2 separate regions of the Athene noctua genome follow, and region 1 is linked to region 2. The links are chromatin contacts, called in public Hi-C maps. All regions are on one chromosome and are shown on one strand. Each heading gives the region's core, a stretch centred on a gene start, on an enhancer-like site or on the middle of the called end of the contact. The rest is flanking DNA. Distances are from core to core; before and after follow the strand shown.

Region 1 (4,152 bases), core at 1,539-4,038, 200 kb before region 2:
TTTCTTGTAAACCTGTTTCAGAGGCTTAATCTTAGCCCTGTGGTGTTCCCAGCCCCACTGTGGTCTGTGCTAATGCATTTGTGAGACAGTTTTCAAGACCCTGAAGAGGGTTTCTCCTCCTCTCCAGAGCCCAAGTACTGCGGGTACATCTCTCTGGGTCCCAGACAGTGTCCTAGACTCGGCCTTCATGTGGCAGCCTTATTTTGATTAGTCAAGAGAGAGACGGTATTTTTTTATTGTTTCGTGATACCAGGAACTGTTTTTTTAAAGGAAAACAACCCCCTATGATAATTTTGAATTATTTAAAATGTTGTTTAGTAGAGCAAAACATCTATTCTGATCATGATTCTCAACTATCAATTTAATCTATAAGTAAACAAAATCAAAATGTTGTTTCATCCTTACTTTTAAAAAAATCTGCTTGGATACTTTGTCAAACCCGACTTTCATAATTTTGAAGAAATGGTATTTTCCAGTGGAGATGGTCAGAACAATTTTTCCCAGCTGTTCTTATTTGATAAAATGTGCTAATGTTAGCGAGCGTACTCTAGTACAGCATAGATGAAATTGCAAGGGCAGCTGGGAAGTCTTCACTATAAGTATTCTGTATCCTGTGAAGTCAAAGATCCTCAGGCAAACATAGCTAGAGACAGCAAATCTCTCAAAGGGCTAAGATCCCAGCTGAGTCTCAGATTCACTGTGCAGGAGAGAAAGGGCTGTAATCTGCTAACGAAAACAGATGTACAAGAGTTATTCTGGCAGCTACATCTGTCATGCTGCCTGCCCCCAACCCTGCCTTGTTAAACCCACTCTTCCTCCTAGTCATATGTGCTTTTCTCATAGATGACAAAAATAGGCAAGCACAAATGTCAATCATGTGAAATTTATTCCTTAGGACAGACGTTCTTTTCTCATCCTCCATTTCAGCCTTACTGAGTCCTAATGGTCCCTCAGCCTCTAGGGGAAGCCTCTCGTAATTTTGGCCAAGTAACAGGCAGGCCTCCCAGAGGTGTGCTCCAGATGAAGCTCCCTCCCACACCGACCCCTACACTGCATGTGCGCGGGAGCAGTGCTGGGGAGAAACATGCATCCTGGCCCGGCACTGCGTAGCGTGCTCCTCGTGGATCCCCTCACCTCGTGTGTGGCGGGAGGCCGCTGGAGGGGCTGCTGGCTCGTACCACATTTCTTGTGTCCCAAGAGGGAAACTGGCATCAGGGTCTCGATGGCGCTGAGGAGGCCAATGTTCCTCCTGCCTTGTTGCTAACAGGCACATGCTTTTGTGGGCTGGCTCCTTCTCTGAAGCGCCCAGGCAGGCACACGCTGCACAGAAAAACCGGTCCTTGCTAAAGCTGGTGAGCAGTCCAGGCCTGGGTCTAGCGAAGAAAAAGTAGGCTGCCCTCAGCGTTTGCATTGCTCCTTTATGCCAGAAGCCCCAAAATCCCCAGCAAGGTATCAGCACCCTCACAGAAAATCTGCTGCTGCCAGACTCCTGTTCCCCAGAGGCCACACGGTGTGGGGCACCCCCCACAACAGGCTCACAGTGAGCCTGGGCCTGACCTGCTGCTGCTGAGGTTTGAGCTCACACCCGGGGCCAGGTTTCTGGCTGCAGATGCTTTCCTGTGGCTGCCAGCCCCTTCCACCGGCGCTGGGCAGCCCACTGCCATCTTCTGCTGGTGCCCACTGGCCTCGGCCCCACGCACCGCTGACCCTGCTGCCCCTCAGAGACCAAACATGTTCCTGGAGCACCTGGGCACAGGACTTCCTCTGGGCTCTGTGGGTCTCCCCCTTGTCCCTCAAACAGGCTTTGTAACCCAGTGTGCAAAAGCCAGTCTCACACTCAGAGCCAAGGTAATGGTTTTATCCCACAGCTAAGCAAAGAGGGATGCTAGGGGGTAATTCCAGAAAGCCAGCATGCCACGCCAAGGAACTACAGCCTATTTCTCCTATTACATGAATAGTAAAAACCTATCTAAGTTTACACTCATTGGTCTGTAATTACCAATCCATCTGCTATTGGTTAGTTATATTTAAATTAGCCTCACTTGCTGTGGAAATTAGCACGCGTGCTACTTGCGGGAGGGGACAAGTTTTTCGGTCTTGAATTGAGTCAGCAGTGGTTGTGATCTGCTCCTGTCGCCTTTACCTCTCCCCCCGTTTCTACATATTTTTGCAGACTTGATGCTTCTTGGGCAATCATCCAGCCTCTGGCGCCTTCTGGGGCAGGATGCTCACCTCTTATTAATCTTTTATCTCTTCAATAGTGAATTCGTTAGCGAGGCCTGGATCGTATCAGGCTTACACAATAGAGGCACGAAGTATCGGCCTTACACAGGGTAGCCGGTGACTAGCGGTCCTTGTGTCTGACGAGACCCTTTTGTACCGGCTACGTCCCGGCCGCCGCTTCCCGGCACTCGGAGAGCGCGGCGGGGCCCGCGGCCTCCCCGCGCCGCCGCTGCGCCCTCCCGCCGGCAGGCGGCGCCCTCCCCCCGCGCTGCGGGCCCTGCCGGCTGTCGCAGCCGGGCCGGAGGCCGCCTGCCCGCAGGTGACGGCGGGCGGACGGGCGGGCAGCGCGCCCCCTGCCGCCTCTCCGCCCTGACTCTTCCTCGGGTTTCCCGCCGCGGCGCGCCGGAGCTCTTACAATCCCTTCCCGCGCTAGGAAGGAGCGGGGCTGCCGGCCGCAGAGCGCGGGCAGCGTGTCCTCCCCTCCTGGAACCGGGCAAGGTGGCGCCGCAGCCCGACCGTTCTCTGTGGCAGCAGCGCCCTCAGTAAATATGGCGCCGGCTCCGCCCCCGGCGGTCACGGGGCCGCGGCGGCCGGCCCACCCTCCCGCCGCGCAATGGCGGCTCCCTGCGCGGTGTGGCTGGGGGACGCGGTAAGGCGGCGGCCGGGGTTCCGCCGGGGGCGTGGGGCGGGGGTAGGGGGTAGGGGTGGCGGTGCACGCTGACCCGTGTCTCGCTGGTAGGTGGAGCGGGTGCCGTGCCCCTACGACGTCCACCACCGCGTCCCCCGGGCGTCGCTGGAGAGGCACGTCGCGTCCTGCCGGCTCCGCAAGATGGGCTACTCCGCAGAGGAGGAGGTGGGCGCCCGGGGCGGCGGCGGGCGGGTTGCCCTACTCGGGGGGGCGAGGGCATGGAGCTGGCGCTGCTGCCCCGGGGACGGCGCCTGCCCGCCCGGCTGAGCGGGCGGCAGCGGCCTGAGGGCGCGGGCGGGGATCCCCGCTGGCCGGGGGCGACTGGGCGGCCGAGCCCGGAGCCGGTGTCGCTGGGGCAGCCCCGGGGCCTTGACTGAGCCGCTTGGTCCCGCAGGCCGAGATGTACGACTCCAGATTTTTCTACGAAAACCTGAAGGTTCCCACCGTCGCTATGGGTGAGCGGCAGCGGGGGCTTTGCCTGACGGGGCCGTCCCCGTCCCCCGGCGGCGGCGGGGGGGCAGCCGGGGCTGAGGGGGGACCCGGGGGGAGAGGGCAGGGGATGGGACTGAGGAGAGACCCCCGGAGAGGGGCAGGGGATGGGGCTGAGGGGAGATCCAGGCGGAGGGGGCAGAGTCCAGGTCCCCGCGGTAGCACACCCCACTGCCTCATCAGTTGTAAACTTTCCAAGGCCTCCTAAAAATACAGTGTTTCCATCCATTTACCCTTGGTATGCTTCTGTCGCTGTGTAATTCTGCTCTGTAGGTCACTAGGCTGTTTTCATTTTCAAATCCAAGGAGGATCTTTTTCTCCATCTTAGGTTATTTTCCAGGTTCTACCTGTGTTCTCCTTGCATCAAGTGCAGAAAGTGCACTAAAATGCATGCTCAGAGGTGGAAAGACTGGCCCTAGAATTTGGGGGTATAGGAATGGCACAGAAGGAGATTTTTCTGTAACTCAGAAATCCTTCTTTTTTTTTTTTTTTCCCTCAGTTCAAATATGGAATAGATTATATTTTTAGTTCAGACCTTCCCTTATGCATAAGTAAAACCACAGTGTTCTGTAACATAATACGTCTCATAATAGAGGCTGGGGAATAAAGACTAACTCTACCGAGTACTTGATGTAAAAGTTCTGTCATATTTTTGACTCCTCTGTCTGCAGATAAAGATCTACAGTTTCACATTGTTAAGCAAGCTAGAGCTCAAAGTGCAAAAGAAGGTACAGGCTACAGTGAAGGTACGT
Region 2 (4,354 bases), core at 1,033-3,532:
TACTCTTGGAATTTGCCATGATGCAGAAATCTGAAACTAACAGATTAGAATGAAATTGATTTTGCAGCTGTTTAACTTCATGGAATTGTCCCTTTAGAGAAAAAGGATTCACAGTTTCTCATCCCCAGACATAGAGGCCATTGAGAAATTAGCCAAAATGAAACATCTTGGAGTGGTTGCTGAAGGCAACAATTTAACAATCCATGAAAACACTTTCAACCTGAAGTGTTTTTAAAGGAAACTTAAATACTCTTCTGAAGTTATTGTGACTTACACTTTAGAGCCCAGTGTTGTCTTTGCTGTCTGGATCAGAGGTTCAATGTTCTGTGGATCAACTGGAAAGCTGTCACTGATTTTGTCTAGATGCTCGATAGCAATGCGGGCTGCCTGCTCATAACCGTCTGCTATTCTGATAGGGTGAATACCACGGTCCAGTAATTGCTCAGCTTGTTCCAGTAACGCTCCAGCCAGAACTATAAAACAAAATTTTAAAAGAAAGTTGACTTTTCCACAGATTGATGCATCATTTTAATACATTCTCAAAAAATTAAAAACTACACCTTCTGATTTTTTTTTCTGTAAATTTTAATAGTTCAAGGTTTCTTAAATGAGAAAATAAGCCCCTACTTGATATGCTTAGAAAGAAAACTACCTTATGTTAGACTAAAAAGAAGCATGCGCATCAAGGCATGACAGATTGAAGATAATGGAAGAAAATTATGCATAAAAATTTTGAAAGTACAAAGAGAAGTCTCAACAGTAACTTAAAATGTAACCATACTTAGAAAAGACACAAAAGTGTCTTTCCGATTAAAAAACTTCTAATACAAGAACTGACAAGAACACCAAAGCAGTAAATACTCTAAAAATGTGCTTAAGACAAAGCTGCTGTTACTTCACACAAAATTTCTTAAAATAGCTCAAGAAACTTGATTTTAAAGTTGGAAAAGCTAAGTTAAATTTAAAACCTTTTCTTACCAACTACTCCAGTAGTCCCATCCCCAATCTCATCATCTTGAGATTTAGACAGCTCCACCATAAGCTTGGCTATCTGATGATCCACATCCATCATATTCAGGATGGTAGCACCATCATTTGTCACAGTCACCTCACCATCTTTGTCCACCATCATTTTATCCAAGCCTAAAAAAACATATTCAAGGCATGAAGGAAAAATCTAGAAAATCCCGATAAACAATTACTGAGAAAGAACCATTAAAATTATTTCATTATTACCATTGGGCCCAAGGGACGTTCTCAGAGTACTTGCTACAGCCTTTGCTGCCATTATGTGAGACTATAAAACAAAGGACAAATAAGAAACCATTATCATACATCCCAAAATCATAACATTAAGCTAGGAAAAAGTACAGGGGAAAATAAAGAATACAAATATTGTGATTTAACCGACAACAGGCAATTATGACTGAAAAAAATTAATACATACGTATTGTTTTTATGCCAAAAACATTTACTGTGCCTTCGCTTGCACAGCTAAAACACGTAAAAGCAGAGCAGCTACAACGACGGTCCAAGGAAGCAACAGAAAGCAAAGTGGGGGGGCAACAGAAGCAAGCAGCGGCAAAAGGAGAAGCCAGTGTAATTTCGCCCCTCTTCCATCAACCAGTACCTAAACCACATGCACCGTTAGTGTTTCAGCCACACGCATTCAGGCGAGGCTGCCAACCCGCTCAGCCACGGCCCTTCTTGGGAACAATGACCGAGCTGGGGGCGGCCGATACGGATCTAAGGGAGGGGGCTGCGGGGAGCCTTCCCGAGAGGCCCCCCGGAGACGTGGTCGCATTGACAGGGGAGACGACTCCGAAGCCACTCGACTCAGGCGCGGACTCACGCCGCGGGTGGTGAACTGCCAGCGCCGGGGCCGATGCCTTCTTTTTCCTGTCACCTCCCACACCTGTGGGCCTGGACCAGGCTGCAGGCGCCCTGCGCCTGAGGGGGGGCAGAAGACAAGCGCAGGACCACCTCGCCCCAGCAAGCGCCATCCTCCCGCCGAGGCCCCACGGCGGCCGCTCCCCGCCCCTGACGGCAGCATGGCGCGGCGCGGCCCGGCCCAGCCCAGCCCGCCCAGCGGGCGCCCGCGGACGAACCGGCGACCCCAGCAGCCCCCCGCTCACCTTGAGCGCCTCGAGCCCCATGAGGCGCGTCTTGCGCTCCTGGTCCTTAAGGATGAGGAAGGGGCGCCCATACTCATCAAACGCCAGAGTCCCCATGGCCGACATGGCTGCCGCTGCTCCCCCGCACCACACGCACGCACGCGCCGGATGCAGCCGCGCCGTGACGCAGCACGCTCGCCCCTGCCCCGCCCCGCTCTGTGCCTGCGCAGCCGGCAGCCGCGAGACACTTTTCGCGCGCGGGACCTATTTGGCGCCTCCAGCGGAGCTTTCTGGAAGCACCCGGCGCGCTGGGAGGCGCGCGGCTTCCGCGGCCCCCTCCGCCAGCTGGGGGGGCAGGGGGGGAAGCAGGCTCGATTAGACAGAATAGGGCCGCTAAGCGCGGCAGCAGCGGCCTGCACCGGGGGACGTGAACGTCAAGGAATAAAGACAGAGACACGGCGGGAGAGTGCGCGCTGCTCCACTCCGAAGCGCCTTCAGAAAGGTTTCTGTGTCCCCCCCCCCCCCCGCATAGCGCGGTGGTATTGCCCTTCCCTATAAATAATGGCGGCCGAGGAGGGCTGCTGGGTGGATTGAGGGGGGTTCGAGCTGTCGGGGTAGGTGGGTGGTTAGCTGAGAGGCCGCCTTGCTGGCAGCGTTGTGCTCTGGAGAAAAGTTCCTCCTGAGGGGAAGAACAATAACTGCTCAGGGACTCGGTTTCCCTCAGCGCGGGGTCCCGGGCGGGCCGTGGCAGGGAGGTCTTTGCCTGTGCTGTCTTTAAGCTGTACTGGGTGGGAAGAACTGCGGGCTTAAATGGAAACTGCTTCTCACTGTAATAGTAACATTTCCCTAGGGTCTAGGAATCAACTAAGGGTATATAAGCTTTTTTTCCCTGATGTCCTATCTCCCTGATGTAATATACTACTTTGTCTTAAGTGAGTACATAATAAAGCTATTAAAGAAAATACTCTCTCTGTCTTTAGGTGAGATGTCCAAGGCACTAGCAAACAAAAGCCATGAAGCAGGCCCACAAGAGGATTGTGAGGGCAGCTCCAGAAGGAGCAGGTGGGGGCTGTTGGTCACTGCTGGTGTTGGTGGGGCCTTGGTGGCACTCTATGCGGTGGTCACCCCCTTCGTGACCCCGGCTCTGAGGAAAGTATGCCTGCCCTTCGTTCCTGCAACTTCCACTCAGATCCAGAATGTGCTGAAAATGTTAGAAAACAGAAGTGGCTCCCTAGTTGACATTGGTAGCGGGGATGGCCGTATTGTAAGTTATGGACATTGCTGTCCTTTTGTATCACCTCTCAAAAAAGTGCCAAATGCTGCAGTTGTGGCTGCTGTTGTTTTCTTCTATTTATGAATGGCTTGTCTTTGGCATCTAGTGATTTTATTTCAGTCTTAAGAAAAGGCTTAAAGCTGAGAAAATTTTACATTTAGTTTAGGTGAGTAATTAATTATTTTTGCTCCAGTCTTACCTGCAGCTTGACAAGGTAGTGGTACGAAACGATAACCTCATCCTGTTGGCTGGAGGGAATGGCGCTGCATTCATGTGAAGAGATGTGATTAAAGTATTGGTATTATGATTGCTGAAAAGCTGTGATTCCACATAGGTTTACAGCTGCAGTGCGTGAGTCTGTGAGATTAAATAGCACTGGGCTTTTGGAGCTGCAGCTCTATGCTTATTGTATAAAAGTGATAGAAGAACAAAAGAACGAGAAATGAGTGATGGATGACAAAAAAACTGGTATTGTTAAAACTGTAGCCTTCACACCTTTGAGCAGTGCTGGCTGCCCCACTTCAAAATCAATGTAGTGAAACTAGAATAATTACCAAGAGAAACAATGGGAATCACCAAAGCCAAAGTGATACTGTGCTTCCAGGATGTTGTCTGAACCCCAATTTGTAAAACGTGGTGGTCAGGGTATAGTGGAGAATGGTGTGGGGTTTTTTTTGTAGTTGTGATGTTTCATGTATCGTTTCATAACCATCTGCTTTAAGTCAGTTTTAGCATCGGGCTGGTGAGCTAAATGGTTTTTTTTTAGTGGAAACAAGTAACTTCTTGAATGCTACTTTTGTCCATATTTCATGTGAATGAGTCAACCGTTTGTCCACACTAAAAATCTGATTTGTAAATCTAAATCTGTGAAGGTGGTTTAGATGGAATTGTACCCAAGTAAGAAACAGAAATGCACGTAGGTATGAGAGAACTACAGTTTCTTAGGCTCTCTCTGCTCAGCATTCTG

Evidence for each region. A called contact is a pair of places that touch in the nucleus more often than the background predicts.
Region 1: a contact with region 2 is called in a Hi-C map of liver, with 3 times the contacts expected there. The contact joins the promoter of SNRNP48 here to the promoter of CCT5 in region 2. A contact is called at or near these places in 2 of 2 Hi-C or Micro-C datasets (heart and liver).

What each region holds. Positions count from the first base shown.
Region 1 is chr2:79,506,225-79,510,376 of bAthNoc1.hap1.1, reverse strand. SNRNP48 (small nuclear ribonucleoprotein U11/U12 subunit 48) reads left to right here and starts at 2,788. Exons shown (of 9, transcript XM_074897843.1): 1 at 2,788-2,872; 2 at 2,963-3,076; 3 at 3,306-3,366; 4 at 4,072-4,146. The coding sequence starts at 2,837.
Region 2 is chr2:79,309,424-79,313,777 of bAthNoc1.hap1.1, reverse strand. CCT5 (chaperonin containing TCP1 subunit 5) reads right to left here and starts at 2,282. Exons shown (of 10, transcript XM_074897839.1): 1 at 2,136-2,282; 2 at 1,237-1,297; 3 at 275-473. The coding sequence starts at 2,240. It overlaps ATPSCKMT (ATP synthase c subunit lysine N-methyltransferase), which reads left to right and starts at 2,424. Exons shown (of 5, transcript XM_074899503.1): 1 at 2,424-2,616; 2 at 3,095-3,378. The coding sequence starts at 3,100.